Regions from separate parts of the Danio rerio genome. Here region 2 is linked to region 1. The links are chromatin contacts, called in public HiChIP or PLAC-seq maps. All regions are on one chromosome and are shown on one strand. Each heading gives the region's core, a stretch centred on a gene start, on an enhancer-like site or on the middle of the called end of the contact. The rest is flanking DNA. Distances are from core to core; before and after follow the strand shown. Region 1 holds the start of map3k4 (mitogen-activated protein kinase kinase kinase 4). Region 2 holds the start of zgc:153911.

Region 1 (6,000 bases), core at 90-2,589:
TCTTGTTGAAATTGCCCCATGTTGCAATTGTCACCACTAACCCCTATACTAAAATATTATATAAAGATAGCATGCCAGTAGCCGGGGGGGGGGGGGGGGGGGGGTGGTTCGGATGGTTCGAAAGAACTACCCCTCTACTGACAAAGGTCCAGAATTATTGCCACTATATTCTCATTTGACCTATTTCGACTGCTAAATGTTTGTGGAAATAACCCATTGAAGATTTTAAGAACACGTAATGACTTAAGTGAAGTCAACTTTCATTACTGACCGACTGTTGTTAAAAAAAACATTTTACAAGTAGGCTATCTTTTTAAAATCTTGAACCTTATTCTTGAGAGAAAAAAAATTGATAAATGAAAAGGTCAGAAGCACCAAAAGCAGCCTATTAAAGTTAATTTTAATACTAACTGGCTGTGTATAAAAATCCAAAATCAAACTAAAAGCTTTCAGGGGTGGCTTAAATAATGTGTCGGTGCCCTAAGGGATTCATCAGAATAATCATCAAAATCAATCCAAAGCACTCAAAAAATATGGAAAAAAATAATAAAAAGCCTTTATTGACATGTCTGTTCCTTAAAACTGGGGCTACATCAGGTTACCCTTATGAAGTCAAGTGTCATCAAAACATGTAGGCGCAGGTTTATGAAGTAGCCATGTCAGTAAAGGCTTTTCAATATTTTTTTCCTCATTTTTTAAGTGCCTTAGACTGACGTTTGCTGTTTATACTGATTCAGCTGTCGTTGATAGATGAATTTTCAAGAGAGGCTAGATGAAAATCATGAAGCTCTTTTTTTTATATTGTTTTTAAGAAATCTTTAGGAAATATTTTTAATAAATCAAAAATGGAGGATACAACAAGCTAATCCAGCTAAAATAGTGCTTAAAATGCCACATATTGGAGTATTTAAACGTCATAATTAAATAGAAAATGAGGTGAATAACTGCAAAGAAGTCCACATTTTGAGAAAAAAGAACCACCCCTTACACCAGGCTGCTACGGGCCTGAATAACTTAAAAAAAATAAAATAAAATAGTTTCCAGGTTTTGTACAGAAATAAACAAAGCTCTGAATTAGGCTATACACATGCTATATGAGCGTGCATTATATTTTAAGTGACGTGCAGAAAGCATCTGTGCGCCCCTGTGCCCTAGAAACACAGATGTCAGATGTGGCAGATGGATCTTTTGTAAGGCGGTTTTTGCCGCTTTCTCTTTGCAGTTCCTGGGCGCGTCTGATCGGGGCGGCCGTGCTCGTGCTTCGGTATCTTGCAGCGGCTCTGCTGACCTGCGCGGCTGCCGTAGAGCACAGTGTGTGTGTGTGTGTGTGTGTGTGTCACTCCCTCATCATCAGCGGCTCGCTGGAAACATGGCGTCAGTGCACACACGGGCGAGTCTCAACTCTGCAGACGGATAGAGGAAGAAAGTGTGCACAGGGACTCACACCACGCACTAGCCATTGCAAAGTCGACCTGTGTTTTCCTGGACATGTTCTGATTCATGCACGGGTGAACGGAGCGCTATTCCGTCGATTCGGCCCCGGTTATGGAGCCTCCGGATGAAATCAGGTGAGGGAAGCGCATCTGAAGCAGCAAGTGCTTGTTTGAGTGTGTGTGCGAGAGTTTGTGTGTTTGTGTCTCTTTGTATACGCAGATGTTTGTGTGATCTCGCAACTTACACAGCCGGGATTCGGGACATGCTGCTAAATAGTGCACCTATTGAGGCTGTATTGGGTGCGACTGGTGCGCATGCGCGTGACAGCTTTAGCTCTCTAGTGATGGGAAATGCGAGTCATTTCCGTGAATCATTCGAACTTATTCAGATTCAGTAGAGTTTTATCAGGGTATCCGCGGGCCCTTACATTTCAAAACCAAAATTTTAGGACTTAAAAAGTCTTACATTTACTGAAATATTGTGTTGTATGTGTTAAATAATTTTAAACAGGTCTTAATTTTCCTTTGTCCAAGTAAAGCTACTCAATCAGGCTGACATCCATTCAATCACCAACAATCCATCTTAATAAAATCAGGGAAAGCAAACTAAAAACAATTACACAGTTCCTCATGTCATGATAATAAAAGAGCGATTGATCCCTTTACGTTATCTTCCATTCATACAAAAACTATTTACAGAAGGGTGAGTAGACAATTATTAATAGAGATTAAACTTAAGGTTTTATAACAGAAATGCATTAGGTTGAATAGAAGTTATACTCAAATCAATTTGGACCAAAAGCTAACAAATATATATTTTTGATTATTTATGTATTTGCCTCCATAATAAATCCACTTTTAACAATGTTAAATTTGTCATTTAAAAAAGAGAAATAAAAATTATGTTGAAAATAGTGTATACAACTATTTTTCTTGTTTTGACACATTAAAATATGTCACTAAGGAATAATTACATTACATTTTTTTGTGGCAGGCATTAGGAATAATCATTAGTGTTTAGCTCTGTATAAGTCTAAAATTTCATTCATAATTGTCCGAAAAGGCTCTTAAAAAGTCCTAAACTTGACTTGAAACCTGCAGAAACCCTGTTTATGGCATACTATGCATATTTGATTCATTCATTTTTATTTGATCCCTGATTTTTCAGATAATTTAAAACAAAACCTAGCTAAAAATCAAATCCTCTCATTTTTAAAATAAATTAGTTTTTGTTAAAATACACTTTATTATTGTGCATTTTTAAAAGTGTTGCAGAAGGAAAATATTTTTAGTCATTCATTGGCTCACTTTGTTAAATGCATCTTGACACAAAAAGATGCTTATGAAACAGAAGGGAACTATTGTCGGTTTAGTTTTTTTTTTTAAATATTTCAGCAAAAAACTAAAAAAGAGTGGCCTAAATAAGTAAGAATCTTTCAGTCATTTTGTTTTAAAATGGTCATGCATGAACTAATGAAAGATTTACTAATAAATCTAATAAATCAATAAAAGATAAAATAAATCAGTTATTAGACATGATATATTAAAACTATTATGTTTAGAAATGTGTTGGAAAAAAATCTTCTCTCCGTTAAAAAGAAATTGGGGAAAAAATAAACATTTGGACTAATAATTCTGACTTCAACTGTATGTAGTTATCCATCTGTCAACTTTTTAAAAACTACTTAAATTATTTAAACTTTGAAACTACTTCAAACTTTCAGACTAGGCTTTCTCAAGCCACCATAAAGTTTGTCTACGAACTTTACTTTTCTAGTTATTATTACAATTTTTTTTTTTTTTTACTGAAATGTTCAAATTCTGACACTTGAATTTGTTGGCCAGTTTGTTATTTGCCTAATAGAGGAAAATCAGCTACAGTTTTTATATGTGATGTAATAATAAATATGTAATATGTGATGTAATAAATTTATATTTTAAAAATAAGTATATATTTATATTTCTTTATTCTAAATCCTTATGAAATATTTTTGGAACATCAAAAGTATGGTTAACTAATCCAAACTAATCACGCAAAAACCTCATAATTGAAAAGAAAATGAGGTGTATTACTGCAAAAAGTTCTGTATAATGTCCCGAACAATGAGCACATTAACATAAGTTTTTCACATTTGTGTGAACAAATTCTCTAATGAGTTGACTTTAGAATCACCGGAGCCGATACATTTAAGTTCATTACGTTAGCGACTCAACCAATTCACCAAAAAGATCCGACTCCCCAGAATGATTCATTCATAATCGGGCATCGCTGCGGCTCGCTTCCTGCCACAAAGTGATCTCGCTTTGCAGCGCAACACCAGGCGAAATTACACATTATAGTTGCAAACTTTTTTACGGGAATTGAAAACACCTACTTCAACTCAAGCATTTGCACGATTACATTTGCGTCTCTGAGGGGAAAACTCGCCGCTAATGGAAACAATCCGACCTGTGGGAAAGGTAAAGTGACTCGCGTCTGTGTGCAAGATCATTGTACTCTGCTAACCCGCGAGTGATATGCGGCGTCTCTCTCTCTCTTGCGTTCTCTCTTTCACTTTCTGCAAATGCAATTTAAAGTTTCAGTGCTGTGTGCTATTTCAGTGCATTGTTGCATGAGCAGATCGTCGATTAAATCCAATTGTTGTTACAAATGTTGAGATTGTCTGTTCAGTGTTTGTTTGCATCCTCCTTCGAGTGCACATAACTTAAAACAACAACAACATCCCCTACTAAAAATAAAGTTAGACGCTGATCTGATAGCAGACATGAAGCAACAACAGTCGTGATTAAATATAAAATATCCAACCAGTTCATCACGAGTCCTGTGAGTCAGATTGACACACTCCCTCAGAGACTTGGGGAAATGTTTGATTTGCTATTCCCAGAAATCGTTCATCTGCGCCAAACGGAGTAGGTTTCTTGGATTTTAAGTGGATCATTTGATTTCAGAGTGTTGTAATCGGCGAATTTAGTTGTGCGTGTTGTTTTTAAAAAGCACTGGGTCCTTTGGAGAGCAGTGTGCGCTGTACAGATTGTTCTGGCATCGTATTTCTCCCCCATATCACTTGTTGGCCTGTGTCCACATGCCTTTTTCCCAGTGCATTATTTGCTGTCATAATTGTTCACCCTCACCGTCCTTCTGTTTCAGATCAGGTTCAGAAAGTGTTGTTTGCTCTCTTGCCATGTGCACGAGGCTTTTAGCTGATAAAGCTCAGTGGAATGTTTTGCTGCGGTGTTTTCATAGTTTTGTCTCTTATGACCCCACGCGACGTCACAGAGATTGTTTGCCCTCAATGTTCGGCGACAGCTTCTCAAGAATGCAGTGTTTTGTCTCTTTTCCTGCTCTCCCCACCCTTCTTAGCAATTCTCTGTGATAAACTGCTTTCATTACTGGTAAGTGTTATGATATCTTGTTCAGAATGCTAGATGAAAGATTTGTTGTGTGCTTTTTTACTGCGTGCAGGTCCTGTGAGCTAGGTCAATGTAGAGCTAGTAGGTGATATGACAAAAACAAATCTCATATAATGCTAGCGCTATATATTACGATATAGTACAATTTCTACACTGTAAACCAAACAGTGAAAATCACTAAATGAAATGAGTTAGTTTAACTTCAAATTTATAAACAAAGTTATATTGACTTAATGAAAAGAGTTATGCCGAGTTCAGAGACTGCACAATTTTCAAAGTAGTTGTGTCCTGTTTTCACACTGCATGACTATCTGGGGTAGTGTTCTGTCGGTGATGTGTTTACACTGCGAGATCGATCAGCGACAGGGGATTTCACGCTGCATGGCTTTAAAAAAGGGGAAGAATTGCTGACAATTTTGTATCTGTCCACAAACTCTCACAACCAAACATGTGAGAAATGACATGGAAACAATGCAAGGTCACGTAGTAAATCTTTTGTTGTTAACTACATATTGAGAAAGAAGTCTTTAATGGGGTAGAAAATGTACTTATTTTGCTCACCTGACTTTGAAGGGAATTAGCAATCGACCTGGTTGGGATGTTGCTCAGATGGCATGTCAAAGACATGGGTGCTCCTGCTAAATTTACACTAGATTTTCCTCCATTTCTTGGGTCCGAATAAACAGAAAATGAACACTTTTAACTCTTCCCCCAAACTCCCGCTGGCCTGCAGATACCCACACTATTGGATGCTGCTCTCTCATTGGCTATAAGGTAATCGCTGATGTTATTTCCAATCAGAACACATTTCACACGGAGTGATTTAAATAGCTGACAGCTCCAGATATTGAGCAAAAAAAAAATCTCACTGACATAGGAGACTTATTTGCGATTTTCTCAGATCATGTCTTTGATAGTTCACATTGTGTGATTGTTACTTGGATGCACGAGCAGCACCGATTTGCCTGTGATTTTAGGCATCTGTTGGCAAATTAAAATCGGGGCTAAAATCATGCAATCTCAACTCAACAGCATGATGACGCATAAACTGATCACATTAAGTAAAACTCAAACCTAATGAGTTATTAATTAATTAATTAATTAATTATATTTTTGTGATCATTTTACTCTAATGGCAAGCCATTTGATTAGCTAT
Region 2 (6,382 bases), core at 1,195-3,694, 130 kb before region 1:
ATTGAATATAAAAATAACATCACTGCATTGAAGAGAAAATACAATAACAAAAGTTAGGAAAGAGAAAAGAGAAAATCTTCACAAAGCCTCTATCAATAAAGACTATCCTAAGCTTTAAAAACGATTGCTTAAGAGACTCAACATTTTGAGCGAAATTTCAGCAAGTATATATACATGTAGGCTATATATCTATAGTAAGCATTAGGGATTGTCCTTAGGAACTTTGAGTGTGTTGTTTGGTGTGTTTGGGTGTTGATACGTATCACGTTGCCACACCCGCACGACGTTGTTTTCCATGACGTCATCACGCATATACCAGTAGTATCTACTAGATTCGAGAATGTTGTCGGTTGTTCTCCTTGCTGTTCAGGTTGCTGTGGCGACTTTGCGATATCGTAATGTCTTTGGCGGTATGAGGTCAGATCTTTTTATAGTGTGCGTCGTTAACAACCAGCAGTGGTGGAAAGAGTACTGAAAAATCATACTCAAGTAAAAGTACCATTACTTGCCTAAAAATGTAGTGCGAGTAGATTAAAAGTACCTGTTGTAAATATTACTCAAAGTAGGAGTAAAAAGTAGCCCTTTCAAAAGTACTAGTAGTGAGTATTACACTGTGAAAAGCTAATGTGTTCATGTAATTTGTGGATGTGTGTAAACGTAACATTCTGTAGTGCATGTAGTTATTGCCCAGTAGGCACACAACGTCATAGGATGTTAATATTAGCTTAGATTTAGGTTGTGATGTCAAGTGACCAAAATTCAATGTCTAGCCAGCGTCTAAGGACAACATTAATTTGATGTCTAATAACGACGTTAAATGACGTTGATATTTAGTCGATTTTAGGTTGTGTTAGAAAGTGACCAAAATCCAATGTTGAGCTAGCATCTTAAACCAACATCACACTGACGTCAAATACTGATAATTATTCATCAGGTGTGGCAACCAAAATTCAACATCAGGTAGACGTCATGGTGGTAACGTTCACACAACTTCAAGCTTTGACATCATTAGACGTTGATATTTGGTTGGTTTTCGGTTGGACATTGACGTTGGTCTGACAGTAAGTTCTGACGTCAACCCGATTTGAATTTAAATTGAATTCACCTTTATTTGTATAGCGCTTTTACAATGTAAATTGTGTCAAAGCAGCTTTACATAGAAGATCATAGTAAATACCAAACAAAATGCATCGCCTTAAGACATTGGGGTACAACGTCAATTGGACATCATGTTGATGTCTTGTGCTCATTGGGTGTTTAAGGCCATTTTGGTCCCCATACAGTAAACATCTGTCATTTTCTCATCAGTGACCTGCATCTAAACAGTCTCTGGGTCATTGCGTGTAAAGAATTTGGACATCTTCTTGGACACTTTTAATGCTACCAAACAGTTTGCTGCAATTATAAATCACCCATGTCTTCAGGTATTTCATTATGAAGCGATTTACCTTCAATGTGTGATTTGATTGGACGGGAATTACAGGACTGATTTTTCTAATCCCCATAGACAAGAAAAATAAAGTAGTGACTGCAGGTTGAAGGAAAGTAGTGAGAGTAAAAGTACAGATACTGCAATAAAAATGTACTCAAGTGAGAGTAAAAGTACACATTTTTAAAACTACTCAGTAAATTACAATTCCTGAGAAAAAGTAATTAATTACAGTAATTTGAGTATTTGTAATTAGTTACTTTACACCACGGACAACCAGGGCACATATTTAAATCATTGTGGTATATCAGATCCCAGATCATTAATGTTAAAATGGGTTTTGTTTTTTAATGTGTTATTTAGAAATAAAGTTTCCCAAGTTTGTCTTCCTAGAGTGAAAAAATAAATGAAAACAGCTGCTATTAAACCGAGCTCAAATTTGGGGATGATGACATTTCTGTCATTTACTCAACCTTCATTTGTCACAAAACTTTTTGAGATTCTTTTTTTCATTGTACACAAACGTTTTTGTTTAAAGTTGTTTCATATCATTATGAGTTTTCTTTCTGTGTAGAACACAAACGAATTTATTTTTAATAATATTGGAATCATGTATCCATTGACATCAATAAAGAAAAAACAAATACTATAGAAGTCTATGGTTACAGGTTTAATATCTTTAATATCTACAGTTTAAATATCTTCTTTTAGTTTTACACTCAAAAAGGAAACGTGGGCAAGTAAAGGGGGATTTTTTTTGGAAGTGAACTACCCTCCTGGAAAAAAAACATGTTGGTTTTGATGTTTTGATGCTGTAAGCTGGTTTTGCTGGTTTCTACATGATCTCCTCTCCTCTGACACACCCCTGCCGGTTTCACGCGTGGATGTTTTGGTTACACAATAGAGGCGGGGCTAAATCTCGTAACTATGGGGCGGACATTAATACAGTGACAATATGGAGTGACAGCTCAGAGTTCATCGAGAGTGATCGGGATCGGACCTCTGCTGTTGATCAGCTCGGCTTCACCCACATACAACTAAACAAAATCACTGAGTTTTTTGTTTTGTTTCTGGTAATAGTGATTCAGGAGTGTTAAAGGATTTACTTCTTTCCTGCGGTCGTGGATTGTGATATGAACTTGAAGGTGTTCTGCTTTTTTTTCCTACTTCTTGAAGCCTCCTGTTTCAGTAAGTATCTCAAAACTATAATGTAATCTTAAAGTGATCTGTTTGTGTTTACATATGTGTACCTTTCATATTTATTATTTATTTATGTATAGACTGTATTTAAATTAATACTGTGTTTGTAAAGTGTGTCATTGTATTTTGCACTGTCTGAAGCCTGTAGCTAGATAAGTTGTTCACTTATTATAGCACACGTGCTGCTGGTGATGTGACGATAAAAGTGGTTTGATTATATCTTTAAACCCCTAAAATAGTCTCTCTGCCCACGTGTTTGTTTGTATAATATAGCATATGTTAGGACAGCACCCATAATATATTGTATAGTGTGTTGGCATTTGCCAACATGCCGAGACATGCTTAGTCAGAATGAATGTTATAATGACTCATCATCATGACCCAGATTAGATGTGACCTTGGGATTTAGGTGCTTTCATGATGTCATTTCATTATGATCTCATTAGTTTATAAACACGAGGGCACGTGGACAGTGGAGCTAAAGAAACATTCATTTGATTGCATTCCGCTTTTGATTCTCATTATCAGTAAATCTTAGTTTGAGATTCAAATATTACTGTAAATGCTTAATGCAAGAAGAAATCTGCTGCCAACAAACTGATCATTCAAGTTATGATTGTAAAATAAATGTCTTCTTTCCTCTTTGTGTCTCTTTAGTTGAATTTGAGATCTCTGTTCCCCGAAGTCCTGTCATTGGGTTTTACGGTGAGGAGCTGATCCTCCCTTGCACATTCCCTGTGGATTCTTCGTGGGATCTGAGCAGCACTGTTATCACATGGCAGCGAGGGCTGGATGTAGTTCACAGCTTCTACTACAGTCGGGATCAGCTGGACCGGCAGAATCCTCATTATGTCAGCCGCACCAGTCTGTTCATTCAGGAGATGCAGCGAGGAAACGCCTCTCTCAAACTGGACAAAGTGACTCAGAGGGATGCCGGTGTTTACACCTGCTCCATCAGCACAAACTCCGGCAGCCAGAAGAAGAGCTTTGCTGTAAATATTGCAGGTAACAAAATGACACATATAGACATGTTGATGATGAATCTCATGAATCGAGCTCAGAAAATGGGAAAAATGCTTGTTTTAACATGCGTGTTGTGTTTCCCAGCGCTCTACTCTGAGCCTCGTCTGCAGTTCTCCATGTTGACGGATGGAGTCAATCTGCTGGTGACGTCAGATGGAGGATACCCTTCTCCAACACTGCAGTGGCTGATGGAGAACTCAGACATCACCAACCAGACTCAAACACACCTCAGACAGGACACAAGCACAGGACTTTACATCGTGTCCAGCTGGATAAAACTCTCTGACGTCTCAAATTCATCTTTGACATTTATTCTGCACAACAAACCGCTGGGGCAAGACATCAGAAGAGAGATCCAGCTTTCGTCAGGTGAGGACTTTGTAAAAGAAATCAATAAATATAAGCATTTTTAAATGTTTATGAACAATCAATATTGATGGAGATAGTTTAAGCAAACATGAAAGTTCTGTCATTATTTTCTCCTTCCAAACATGCACTGTACTATTTACAATAATCATAATTATTTTTTTTTCTTTACAGATAAAATTGAAAAACAAGAAGAGAACAGATGCTCTGAATGCTTCATTTTGATCCCAGTTGCTCTGCTGCTGCTCGCGATGGTTTTATTGTTTGTATTCTTTATCAAAAGAAGAAGAAAAGCAGAAAAGAGCAAACAAAGTTCCTCCAGTGAAACTAAAAGTCTGAGTGAAAATGTATGATTATGATGGTTATGCTGTTTTTTTAATGATGATCATTTCCAGGACAGAATTTAGTATTATATTTATTGTTACATGGTTCAAGTTATTTTAAACCAGTTTTTAACAAATAAACACTTTATTTGTGCTGTGATGATCCTTTCATGTTAAATACCATTTCAATGCATTATTCCACTGATCTTTATGTCAGATATCTGGTGTGTTTGTCACAGCTAAACTAACCAAATCTTCCTAGGTGCTAAACACTTTTAACAGAGCTAAAAATTTCATAAACAGAATTTGTCAGTCATATCATATTATGATGCACTGCTGATGTCCTGCTTAACAAGCATTATGTTTGAGACCATTTCCATTAGTGTTATACATTTTACTCTTGACTTTATGCACTAAACAGTATTTTTTTACACACACCTGCTGGCAGGATCTTGTTGCTCCACAGTAACATTTTACAACGATATTTATTAAATTAGTTTCTCTCTAAAAATGGAATTTGATTTGAATTCATGTAATTTATAACATGTAATTTTATACTGTGAACTAGTGTGTTAGTAGTACTTATGTTTGACTATGGGACCACTGTGTGCTGTTTAATATTTCAATTGTTTACATTTGCCTCCGTATCAAGTGACATGTTTACTCATGTGATGCTGAAATAAAATATACATTTGTATAATATCCCACCAGTGTGATTAATATTACTTCACAGATTATGTGTATACAGGTGCTGGTCATATAATAAAAATATCCTAAAGTTGATTTATTTCCCCGATTCCATTCAAAAAGTGAAACTTGTATAATGTATACATTCATTCTTCACAGACTAATATATTTCAAGTGTTTATTTCTCCTTTAATAATTATGACAAGTAATGAAAACCCCAAATCCAGTATCTCAGAAAATGACAATATAACCGAAGACCAATACAAAGAAAACATTTCTAATAAAAATACTATCAACTGAAAAGTATGAACACGAAAAGTATGAGCATGTACAGCTCTCAATACTTGGTTGAGGCTTTTTTTGCACAAATTACTGCAGCAATGCAGCATGGCATGGAGTGAATCAGTATGTGGAACTGCTCAGTTAGCATGAGAGCCCAGGTTTCTCTGATAGTGGCCTTCAGCTTTTCAGCCTTGTTGGGTCTGATATCACATCTTCCTCTTCACCCAAAAATTTTCTAAGTGGTTAAGTTCCGGCAAGTTTGCTGGCCAGTTAAGAACAGGGATAACATGGTCCTTAAACCAGGAAGTGGCAGCTTTGGCACTGTCTGCAGGAGCCAAGTCCTGTTGGAAAAATCAAATCTGTATGTCCATAAAGTCAGGAGCAGGAGGCATGAAGTGCTTTAAAACATCCTGGTATAGATCAGAAAACACAGTGGAGCAACACCAGCAAATGACATGGCACCCCAAACCATCACTGACAATGTAAACTTTACAGTGGACCTCAATGTAAATTACGTGCCTCTCCTATCTTCCTCCAAATTATCAATCACTCCAGAATTGACTTTCATTAGAGAACATAACTTTGAACCACTCAGCAGCAGTCCAATCATTAGCCCAAGCGAGAGGCTTTGAAATTGTGTGTTCTTCAAGAGTGGCTTGACACAAGGAATGTAACAGGTAAAACCAGTGTCTTGCACACATACATCTGTGTGTAGTGGTTCTTGAAGCACTGACTCCAGCTGCAGTCCACTCTTTTTTGTGAATCACCCCCACGTTTTTGAACAGGTTTCGTTTCGCAGTTTTATCCATATGATGCGATTATCTCTATTGCTTGTACAATTTTTTTCAACTTTATCTTTTTCTTCCCTTCACCTCTCCATTAATGTGCTTGAACACAGAGCTCTGTCAACAGCCAGCCTTTTTTTGCGATGATCTTTTTTGTCTTGCCCTCCTGGTGCAAGTTGTCAGTGGTTGCCTTTTGGACAACTGTCAAATCAACCATTTCCCCATGATTGTGTAGCCAACAAAAATAGATTAAGAGACCATTTAAATGTCTTTGCAGGTGTTGAGTT

The links. HiChIP or PLAC-seq counts read pairs in DNA pulled down with a chosen protein or histone mark.
Region 2: an H3K4me3 HiChIP or PLAC-seq map of embryo shows a contact between it and region 1, with 2.6 times the contacts expected there. The contact joins the promoter of zgc:153911 here to the promoter of map3k4 in region 1. A contact is called at or near these places in 1 of 18 Hi-C or Micro-C datasets (an unstated tissue) and 2 of 4 datasets of contacts at active chromatin or transcription factors (embryo and gastrula embryo).

Annotation. Positions count from the first base shown.
Region 1 is chr13:39,302,295-39,308,294 of GRCz12tu, reverse strand. map3k4 (mitogen-activated protein kinase kinase kinase 4) reads left to right here and starts at 1,339. Exons shown (of 26, transcript XM_021480882.2): 1 at 1,339-1,568. The coding sequence starts at 1,546.
Region 2 is chr13:39,435,076-39,441,457 of GRCz12tu, reverse strand. It overlaps zgc:153911, which reads left to right and starts at 2,444. Exons shown (of 4, transcript NM_001077315.1): 1 at 2,444-2,617; 2 at 3,287-3,634; 3 at 3,737-4,021; 4 at 4,193-5,043. The coding sequence starts at 2,563. The coding sequence ends at 4,371.